Regions from separate parts of the Xenopus laevis genome. Here region 1 is linked to region 2. The links are chromatin contacts, called in public Hi-C maps. All regions are on one chromosome and are shown on one strand. The core of a region is the stretch at or near the end of the contact, and the rest is flanking DNA. Distances in the headings are between cores, read along the strand shown. Region 1 overlaps pitpnm2.L (membrane-associated phosphatidylinositol transfer protein 2). Region 2 holds the start of pitpnm2.L (membrane-associated phosphatidylinositol transfer protein 2).

The links. A called contact is a pair of places that touch in the nucleus more often than the background predicts.
Region 1: a Hi-C map of the XL177 cell line shows a contact between it and region 2, with 2.0 times the contacts expected there. The contact joins the enhancer-like site here to the promoter of pitpnm2.L in region 2. A contact is called at or near these places in 2 of 4 Hi-C or Micro-C datasets (the XL177 cell line and animal cap).

The regions. Positions count from the first base shown.
Region 1 is chr1L:175,045,511-175,051,323 of Xenopus_laevis_v10.1, forward strand. All of the region lies in intron 2 of pitpnm2.L (membrane-associated phosphatidylinositol transfer protein 2), which reads left to right. Among protein-coding and RNA genes, the nearest start is that of LOC121395035, 45 kb to the left of the region's middle. Within about 2 kb of position 2,386, at least 1 of the 7 cell types and tissues checked has an H3K27ac peak or open chromatin away from gene starts, as enhancers often do.
Region 2 is chr1L:175,001,079-175,006,341 of Xenopus_laevis_v10.1, forward strand. It overlaps pitpnm2.L (membrane-associated phosphatidylinositol transfer protein 2), which reads left to right and starts at 2,456. Exons shown (of 24, transcript XM_041567503.1): 1 at 2,456-2,583. LOC121395035 (a long non-coding RNA gene) reads right to left here and starts at 2,545. Exons shown (of 3, transcript XR_005962194.1): 1 at 2,408-2,545.

The DNA.
Region 1 (5,813 bases), core at 1,136-3,635, 44 kb after region 2:
GTTTAAATTTCAGAACAGATGAGGGATAAAGCTGTTGCATCAAAGAAAGATGACTGCCCTTTTAGAACTAAAGCAGCAAAGAAAACATGGAATGGTGTAGATATTTACCAATAGTTACCAAATGTGCACCACTTAATACCAGCGCAGTATTTACCCAGGAGGGTAAAACAAGATATAATTGTCAGGTAAAGCACAGATAAGTTGTGTTGTACTTTACATGAAGGATTCCTAGTTCAGACAAGTACATGCTTGTACATGTCAGGCTGCGTTTGCTTAGAAATTAAAGTTTCTGTTTTTCCTATTGGAATAATTAGCTGCAGTCTGCAGATAATTTCACTCAGAACACTTAGCTTTCTCATTAATTGTGTGACCCTGCAAATGGGGGTGTTTACTGCTAATGTATTGATAGTAGGATAGTAAGCTTCATACATGTTTTTTTTTTTTTAAAAAAAAAGTGTTTGGGGATGGTAGAGCATGTATATCACATAGCTCTTGTATGTATTATTTGTTTGTATCGCTGCACTAGGGTGTGAACAGTGTAAGTGCCAAGTAGGTTCATCTCCCAATAAATTTATATTCTGTTTGGGTTTTATACACCCAAAATAGCACTTGAGGCTGGAAGAAAGAAGAACTGCAGGTTGGTAAAGGTAACCACTAAACAAAGGTGGAGTGACTGTAAAAACTTAAAGGGTAAATTTACTGTTAAAGGGCAAATATACAAACAAGCCCATTCAGTTTGGGTTATGTGAAAACTGTACATAAACACTATATAAATTTAAGGTTACTAGATTACTAGAAAAATCAGGTGTCAAAACATGGATGTCAAACATAATAGCCAGAAGACTACTTCCTGCTTTTCGGTTCTCTTTAATAACTCTGATTTAGTCAGCGACTTGAAGGGGACCCACATAGTACATATCTGTTCAGTGAGTTTGCAATTGATCCTCAGCATTCAGCTCAGATTCAAAAGCAACTGATATGACCCATGTGCCTCCCCTCAAGTCTCTGACCAGGGTAACCAGTCAATGTAAACCAAGAGAGCTGAAAAGCAGGAAGTAGTGTTCTAGCTATTATGCGAGACATCCAATCACTCCAGCCTTTATACATTACATTTTTGCCTAACTAACTATATTAGAAACATTTTTTATTTTGCACAGCCTATCTATTTACCCAGTTTTTATTTTTACACTGAACAATTCATTTAAATTAAATTGCAATCACAGAAGCCCTTCTAGCGGCATTTTCTAGATGTTTTCCTGAATTTCAAGTGATCTGGTAATGCTATTCGAAATAAATATAATTGTATCTTTGGATTCCAGATATTGAAAAGAAACCATGATAGTCTGTCTCTGCTCAAAGGGAGCAGTTCCTTACCCCCTTAGGCTAACAGTGTTAACACTTCCCCTTAACCCTGCTTTTTTCCCTTGTAAAGTGATAGATTCTTTCCATAGTGGGTGGTATACAGATTCTCTGGAAAGCAGAAGGACTTCAAGTCCCAGAATCCATCACTTCACAACAGAAGAAAGTAAGGTTGGGATTGGATCACTCTGTGAGTCAAGGGGGGAGGGGAACTGGCCCCTGCAAGTCTATCATAGTTTCCTTTCAATCTGTGGAATTAAGTATGTCTTTGTAAAGGTGGCCATAGACACAAAGATCCTATCATACTAATCGAGGATTCGTATGATTTTTGGATCGTGTGTGGAGTGTGCCACCATTTTTCGTCCGGCGGAGATTGGTCGATCGGACTGGTTTGATTTTGACCCGATCTATCCCGCCGGAGCCCATTGGGCATTGTAATCAGATTGTTCGGCCATATGGCCGAACGTTCAGGTTACCCCCCGATATAGCCATGCTCGTTGATGGCATATCGGGGAAAGATCCGCTCGTTTGGCGATGTCGCCAAACGAGCAGATCTTTGCGTCTATAGCCACCTTAAGAAACAAGACCTTCTTCTTCTTTAAGCCAGATCACTGCTTGTAAAGTGGCGATCTCCTAAAAGGTATTTTGTTTTATTTGCCCATAGGAGACAAAAGGCTACATGTGGCATTGCCCTAATGGTGAACTACCCCTTAAAGTGAATATAACTGATAGTTACGAAGCTCAAAGGCAAAGTAAAGGAAGCAATACGAATTCAGCTCTTTTAACACTGAGGATCTGTTTCCTAAACATACACACACATGGGTGCTAATCAGAATACCCTGTATATTCATCTTTACCTGCCTCTGGCTTACTTCCTGAATGACCAAACTAGTGCAATTTGCCCATCCACAGACGTGTTTTGGTATAATACTTTTGTTTGTGCCACTAGGGAATACACTTATATGATCTGCTTTTGTCATGAGCTACAAAGGTCAGACAATCCATTAATTTGTGCTAACTCTGCTTCCTAGATGTACAATTTAACATGTGTTTAGCAGGTTCAAAGTAACAGGGTACTGCCACCTCTGGGAAACTACTAGATACTGCAAGAAGAAAAAAATAATTAAAGTCATATGCACATGATCCCTGATATTGTCTGTGCACATGTGTTCTCATTCTGTAGTTTCATTGCTGTCTGCTGCTTTAATTGGGGACATCTGGAATGCAAAGCAGTATTAATATTGAATGCTAGACAAGAAAATCATACCTTGGTTTTATTCATTAATGCCTTCATGCACATCAAAGGTTTAAATAAACATGCACAGGCATCTGCATTGGCACAAAGCTTGTTGTTCTTATGAAATTAGTCAGGGATAGTTTTAGGGTGGGGCAGAGAGGTGTTAGCCTCCAGATCTGAAGAAGCCCCCAGATAGGCTTCCATATCTGAAGCAGCCCCAGAAGGAAACGTGTTTCAAAAAGCTATTGTACAACAGTTGTTAAATATTTTCTGTACACACTGTACATCATGGATATCAGTCATATGGTCCGCTGCAGTTTGTTAAATTACAAGTCACAAGATTCTGCCAACATTTTATGGGGGTTGCAGTTGAAGGTTGGACATCCGTGATTATATATTGATTTCACTCTAATTAAATCCTTAAGCTGGCCATAGACGCAAAGATTTGATCGCACGAATCTCAGTTTCGTATGATTTTTGGTCCAGGTGTGGAGTGTTCCGGCATTTTTCGTGCCATGGTGATCGGTCTTTCAGATGATCGTACAGATTAGAAAATTTCTGTCGGCTACAGATAATATCTCCTCTGCATGTATTACAGATCTGACAATGTCAGTGGGAGACTGTCACTAGCTTTTGTCGGACATAACTTTCTTACGATTGCTGTCAGGGGCAGAACATGGTCTGATCTGTTCTTTTACTACTTTATTTGATCTGAATGGTTAGTGGCAGGTCGGGAAATGTCCCTGAACGATTGTTCGTCTGATAAAAAGGTAAATTTTCTACACGTCTCTGTCCAGCTTAATTCTTCTTGCATTTACCAAGGTCCTCTCTTATCTAACCCTGGTAAAGCTAGGACAGTGGTTCCCAAGCTGTTTAATGGCCCATTAATGGCCAAAAGCCAAAGGTCAACCATTCCTGAAAGCTTGTTAGGGTGAACTTTGACAGCAAAATAAACGTGTCAGGATTTCGGATGTTTTTAAACTGTTGAAATAAAGCTCATCTTTTATCCATCGAGTGGCTTCTAGAAGTACAATAATACGGTGAAAAGTTTCAAACCAAATGTGTTCTCCAGTTCGGTAACAGCGAAGGTTCTCTCCAACCCCCAAAACAATAGTTCAAAAGTTCCAGAAGAAAGTCACAGATCGTACCTCAAAAGAGGATACGGAGGGGAAAAAAACAAGAAAAAATATATAGTGTAGCATTCTTAGGTATATTTACACCTCAAACTGATTACACTCACACACTATCAGTGAATAGCTCAAATTGCCAAGAGAAAAGGAATTAGTGTAAGTGATACATACTTCAATCACCATCAAATTAAAGTGCGTTTGTGCTAGATATGAGATAGAGGTTTTAAAGGTTTTGAAAATGTTAGAAGGTAGGCATGTGTCCCCGTTTCAGTGCTTGATTATACTCACAGACGTTCACAATAAAAACTTGCACATTGAATTGGACTTTATCTTCCCAGATCCTTCCTTGTGGACAACAATAAAAGTGGCATGTGTGGAAAAGTTTTTTAAAATAGCTTTAATAAATATATTGTACTTATAAATTTTCTCTTTTAAAGAGCCTTTTAAAAACCAAACACGCAGCGTCCTTTCTGCTGTGGACCAGAATTTAGAGCGGGCCTGATTTCTCCGCGGCGTGTTTCGCATGTGCGCGGATCACTGTAGCGTTCCCTCAGTCCAATTGCGCATGTGCGGGATTCCTTCCGATATTCGCCACGATAGGCTTCCTCATAGAGCGATGACGATCTGTTTCCTCTATCCACTCTTAAATGTCCACATATTCAAAAAGTCCAAACTTTATCAGAAACATTTACAAAGTCCCAAAAAGTTCCTTAGGAAGATTATATCCTAACAGTGTAAATTGAAACATTTTATATTTACCTCTACTTCATTACAATTACAAAATACCTATTTCAAAGAACAAATGTTCCTCGAACATATTCTTTTTTTAGAATCACATAAATTAAGTCCTAGAGAAACTGACATATTTAAAATGTAGTATATACAAAGTAGATTTTATATTAAAAAGGCTCATAGATTAAAATCAACATTTAGGCCATTTGGTGATAGGGACTTCAATTTATGTATTCACCAACTCTCCCGTTGCAAGGTGCTGTTAGTTAGATCCCCCCCTCTCCAATGTGGCTGTGGCTAACTAACCGCACCTTGCAACGGGAGAGTTGGTGGATACATAAATTGAAGTCCCTATCGCTTTCCTCCCTGTCTGTAAACATGGATCTGGCTTCCTGTGTGGTGCATACAGCTTCTCTCTGGTCATGAACAAGGATGGTAAGCAATAACTGCACCAAAGGATTGGGCACACTCCATGCAACACGCTCGTCTGCACTCTGCAAGTTAATGCCTATTACTTCTGCTTGATGCTGTTAAACTGCCAGCCTTCTATATGTATTCAGTCATTTCTATAATGTCAGAGAATGGTGCAATGCATTGTGGGGCAATTCAGGGCAAGTCCCCTTTTGCTATGAAATGTGAATGCAACAACTGTGCGGCCTGCAATCTTTATATTTGTTACCTTAATTTGGAATGAGTAGTTGTGAACCTGACCAATAAGTCACCTTAAAACTCTTTTTGAGCTACAACTCCCAGTGTCTTCATGAGAGCTTCTCTTAACTTTTCTGAGACTGGTTATGGAAAGGAATTTTGTTCCCCTTTTGAACACTGGAACTAGTGGAGCCAGAAAAGGATAATAATCTTAATTATCTTAACACCAACCCAAGTAAAGGTGGCCATACATGGAGAGATCCGCTCGTTTGGCGATGTAGCCAAACGAGCGGATCTCCCTCCGATATGCCCACCTTGAGGTGGGCAATATCGGGCTGATCCAATCGTGGGCCCAACGATCGGATCCTAACGATGCCTGACGGGCGGTCGGATCGCAGGACAGATGTCGATCGGGGAAGCCCGTTGGGGGGGCCCCATACACGGGCCAATAAGCTGCCAACTCGGTCTGTCGGCAGCTTTTATCGGCCCGTGTATGGCCACCTTTAGGCAAACAGCTCTTTCTAAAAAATGCACCTTTTTTTTACTCATTCCAAATTAAGGTAGCAAATATAAAGATTGCAGGCCGCACAGTTGTTGCATTCACATTTCATAGCAAAAGGGGACTTGCCCTGAATTGCCCCACAGGTAAATTTTTTTAAATGATAAAGAAAGGTGAATTTTACATTCATAGCACTGCTGCCCTTGTA
Region 2 (5,263 bases), core at 1,206-3,705:
TAGGGGGACAACATTCCTAACAGATGTATTAGAGCTCACTCAAATAACTGATTCCAGTAGGAACAAAATCTAAAAATAACTGCCTTTTGCACAAATCCTGCATGTAGAGACATGATGTCTGGTGATTTTAAAAGAGTGAGCTCTAATACATCTTCTAGGCAAAAGGAGCCCCCCTATAAGAAATATTGGATCTAACTGTCAATGATTATCTGACACCCAACTGCTGCATGAAGACAGAATGAGGAGAAACAGATGCTGATAGAGGGATAGTGAAGATAAACTTGATTATTTCAGAAACGGTACTGAATATTTAATTGTTTGTATTTAGAAAGTTTCTTATTTCAGTATGCTGAAGCTTATGTTTCATTTTCACAATAGTTCCCCTTTGAACTGGAGGATTCTCAAGGGCCCTGAGCCCAGCACTCTCATTAGTCTGTGGCTGAAAGTATTACAACAGACCTGCAATAAAAGGCTAAGAGAAGGAAGTGAAAAATTACATCAGCCTCTCATGAGAAACAACATACTCATAATATAATACACTGTAATATTTCAAAATACTCTCTCATAAAAAGCTCATCACACATAAACACTAAGTGAATAGTTGGCCAGTTTACATGGATTATTGTACCCTGGACTATAAACACGTATTTATTTCCTATGGGACAAACTACATAAACTTCACAAAGTTCTGCCTCGTCCAACTATAATAGCCGCTGAGTGAAACATGAAACATACAGTTACATTCATTCTACAAATACTGACCCATACAGGGCCAATCTCATTACAGCACCCTGCTCATTAGAGCTTACAGTGTATAAGAAATGCTATTTTATTTATAAGCTGTACTTGCTTGTACAGAGGCTTCATTATTGTAATAAGCAGGGCTGGATTTACAAAGTGGGCGCCCCTAGGCCCGCTACCGTTTGTTGCACCGTCCCCTCCCCTTAATTCACACAAATTTTCATCATCAGGACCGGAGCACTGGGAATTGGTGCACAGGAAATTGTAAAAACGATTGTATCTCCTGCACATTTCCAGTGTTTCTGAACCAATGTGAGTGTGGTTGGGCAGCTTGCCGCCCCCAAAAATCCTGCTGTCCTAGGCCCGGGCCTTGGTGGCCTTTCCAGAAATCCGGGCCTGATTGTAAGATGTCTCAGCAATGGGTATTAGGGCCTCTGGGGCAATTACTTCCATCTTGGATAGGAAACTCTATGATTAGTAGGATTGTAGTAAATATAAATTTTGAGAGAATGCGCCTGTTTGTGCCTTTGAGGAAGATGAGAATCAACAGTGAATAATAGAAGAATATATCACATATGTACATTAGGCATCTAACTCTATTAATGAACTATAATCACCTGCTCCTAGTGACCTAATGTGCTACCGCATCCCTGTATTACTGGGCCGGCACAAAGTGTGCCAATATGGCATTAGCCTTAAAGGGGTTGTTCACCTTTGAGATAACTTTCAGTATGATGTAGAGAGTGATATTCTGAGACTATTTGCTTTCATTTTTTATTACTGAAGGATTTTGAGTTATTTAGCTTTTTATTCAGCAGCTCTACAATTCGCATCTTAACCAGTCAGGTACAGATTGGGGGCTTGGAAGCAATCTGAGGGAATAACTGCCATTGGTACAGGTACATAGGGCAATATGATAGGTGCTGGCACAGGCACAGGGGGCAATATGAATGGTAATGTGGGAAATGGTAATGCAGGACTGGGTGGGTGGAGTTGCACTGATTGAAGCCCTTGCCTAGGGTGCCAAAATACCTTTGCCCTGGCCTGCTAAGAGCTTGCCCCATATACAGGACACTGTGCTCATTGAATTTTATACATATACATATTTCTGGAGATTGGCTCTAAGTGGACTGACTACACTACTGCTGCACCCTGTCCCATGCTGAGTTTCACATCATCCATGGGATGGACACAACTTTTTTTTGCCACAGAGGATGCTTTGTGCAACTAAATCGTGTCTGTGGGTCTGAGATGCTTTTAGACATTGGCTTCTGCCTCTATAAGCACAAAGAGCAGGTAAGCATGGGATGTATAATGTGCAGTACCAGGGTACCATCACGAGGGGGCTGTATAGAGCTCACAACTGCTCTCTGCAGTAGCGACCTTTCACCAGCAGGTGTCAGTGTAACATTGCGCTTACCGCCGCTGTTCTCTCAACCCCTCCCTATTGTCAGTGAGGGAATGTGATGCGGGCTCAGTGTCAGCGCTGTGGGCCAGTCTTGTCGATTCATACCGAAGCTGTCAAACCAGTCTCTTTCCTGCACCGAGCAAATCCCACATTCGCTCCCGAATATATACGAAAAAAAAGGCGCCCGGCTGCGGGAGGTGAGGAGGAGGCGAAGAGCAACGAGGAGCGGCGGCACGGCTTGTGCAATGCGAGACTTACCCGGGATCTCCCGGCGTGCGATGTGCCAGGCCGGCTTTGCTTAGCCCCGGGATGGGGCGCACCGATCTGCTGGTGTCTGCGCAGCCCTAGCGACTGTGCCCGCTCTAGGCCTGTGTGTGTCTTACTGATTCTTCTGCTTCTACTGGATGAACAAAGGGAGGCACTGGCGAGCAGAGGTAGGTGGCACACTGCACCCATCAATATCATCTCACGCACACACTACTGCTGCTTCTTCACTTACACTGCAGCCACACCACACACCTGCTGCAACTTTCTGCGTCTCCCTGCCACGGACAAAGGGAATGCTGGGAGTTGTAGTTTAGCAATGATCCCTCCTGTGTCCAGCAGATGCCATGCTTGGCTACATACACTATAGATAGAGGAGGAGGACCTGTTGTTACATGGGTTGTTACTGCCATATTGCACATCTGTAGTCTGTCTGGGGCAGCTGTGTGTATATATATATATATATATTGTATAGAGAGAGAATTCAGACTGCATCTCCCATTGTACAAATACAACCTGTTGTGAGCTCACATCTGTTACATGCAGCCTCTGCTATGGGGGTAGGGACAAAGATAGGGACTATTGTACTGTGTAATGAGTACTGTGTGTATGAATGTGTCTGCCCAAAGGCTGAATTATATAATACTGCCTGTTAGGCTTTCCACCCACATTCCATTGCCTGAAGCTCAGTCTATACATGACATTATTATACAGAGCTGCACATTTCTTACACTCTGGAGTAACTCAACCCCATTTGCCACTGCTCTGTGCTCTGCAATCCTGCCTTTGTCTGGGGGCTACATGAATGGCAGTCAGCATAAACCTGAAAGAGTTAAATGACTCGGGATGGCAGCAACAGGGAGATTAGCCTGAAGCGCTGTGTGCAAACCCATAGTAATGCATTTCCAACCCTGCCTACATTGCACGCTATTAGGGGCTATGGCCTCATTCATCAGTATGTGCATTAACAATTCTATTTTTGTGCTATTTACAAAGATTCCTCATCTTTGACTTAAAAAAGAGGGGGAGCCGTTTCTGTATTAGATGCTGGGTCGCAAGCTGTTTTACCCACCTGTAACTCACACAATATTTTTAGATTGCAGGCTCTGCAGGGCAGAGACTCACCAACTGGTGAATAGATCCTGTAGAAATGATGTTTTATATTTATTTCAATGGTGATGTTGCAGCTACCACTGTCATTACTTCATCCATTTATGTTGGTAATATTAACTGAGATTTAACTGATATTAGAACATGGTCTTTCCATGCCGGCTGACTTGCCTAGGACAGACGGGTAGACTGTGGCCAACCTTTCTGAGGGTGTGAAGTCTGCAGGTTGCCCTGGCTTACCATATTATATTGTAGTCTCTTGATAAATGATGAGCATGTATACAGTGGAAAGGAAAGCTGCTTGCCCAAAACATCTGTACGTATGTGACCTGTTATCCAGAAGGCTAGGCATTTGGGGTTTTCCGGGTTTACAGATCTTCATACCTTAAGTCACAAGAAAATCATGTAAACATTAAATAAACCCAAAAGGCTGGTTATGCTTCCAACAAGGATTAATTATATATTAGTTTGGATCAAGTACAAGCTACTGTTTTATTATTACAGAGAAAAAGGACATTTTAAAAAACTTGGATTATTTGGATAAAATTGAGATGGGAGATGGCATTTTACGTAATTCAGAGCTTTGTGGATAACGGATCCCATACCTATATTTCCAATATTTCCCAGTGGCTCATAGAATAAATCCCAATGCAATAGGATTCTCCAGTAATAATCCTGCATACACTGAGTCTTTTAGTTCCCTGTTCTTTGTTTATATATCTGGTACTCTGAGAATTAAACACCTTTCTGTAAAAAATGTCATTGGTGTTTGTTAACTTTTAGTATGTTAAAGAATGGCCTATTTTCAGCCATTTTTATTGGTCTTCCCTTTTTTTTATTTTTTGCATGAATTGCCTTTCAGTTCTGCCTCTTTTCCGCTTCTCGTTTAAAAATGCTACACGTTTGTTATGGGGTCAGTGACCCCCAGCAGTCAAAAATCTGTTACCCTGAGAGGCTACAGTTTTCTTATTACCTCCTATATTTTTTTAATATTCAGTCCTTTTTATATTCATTTTCATCACATCTATCAAACTACCAGATAGGTGAAATTCCACACAGGAGAACTGCTTAGGGAAAGTTAATTAAAAATAAATAGTAACAAATGAAGACCAGTTGCAGATTGTCGTAGAATATCACTGTCTATACCATACTTAAAGATTATTTTAAGGTCCAACTACTCCTCGAATGCTAAGTATGTCAGCTGTGCTATGTCTTCCCTCCTGCTGTTTAACTGTAATGCTGTCCAGGAGGTAGAGATTGGCTCATCAGAGGAGATATCTTAACTATCATGGGGATGCTGTATTTTCAGGCTCGTACAGCAGCTTTGAGACACAACTGAATATGTGGGCATATTTGTTATTCTCACTTTTGGGAATACTTTCTCATGATATAGATCTCTGGGGTGTCAAATGGAGTTATGACAGGGCATGTATACAGTTATGGGATCCATTATCCAGAAACCGGTTATCCAGAATTACGGAAAAACCATCTCCCGTAGACTCCATTATATACAAATAATCCAAGTTTTAAAAATGATTCCCTTTTTCTCTGTAATAATAAAACAGTACCTTGTACTTGATCCAAACTAAGATATAATTAATCCCTAATTAAACAAAACAGCCTATTGGGTTTATTTAATGTTTACATGATTTTCTAGTAGACTTAAGGTATGGAGATCTAAATGACGAAAAGATCCTGTGCATAGGTATATATTGATTATTGCTATTTAACCCTAGGTAA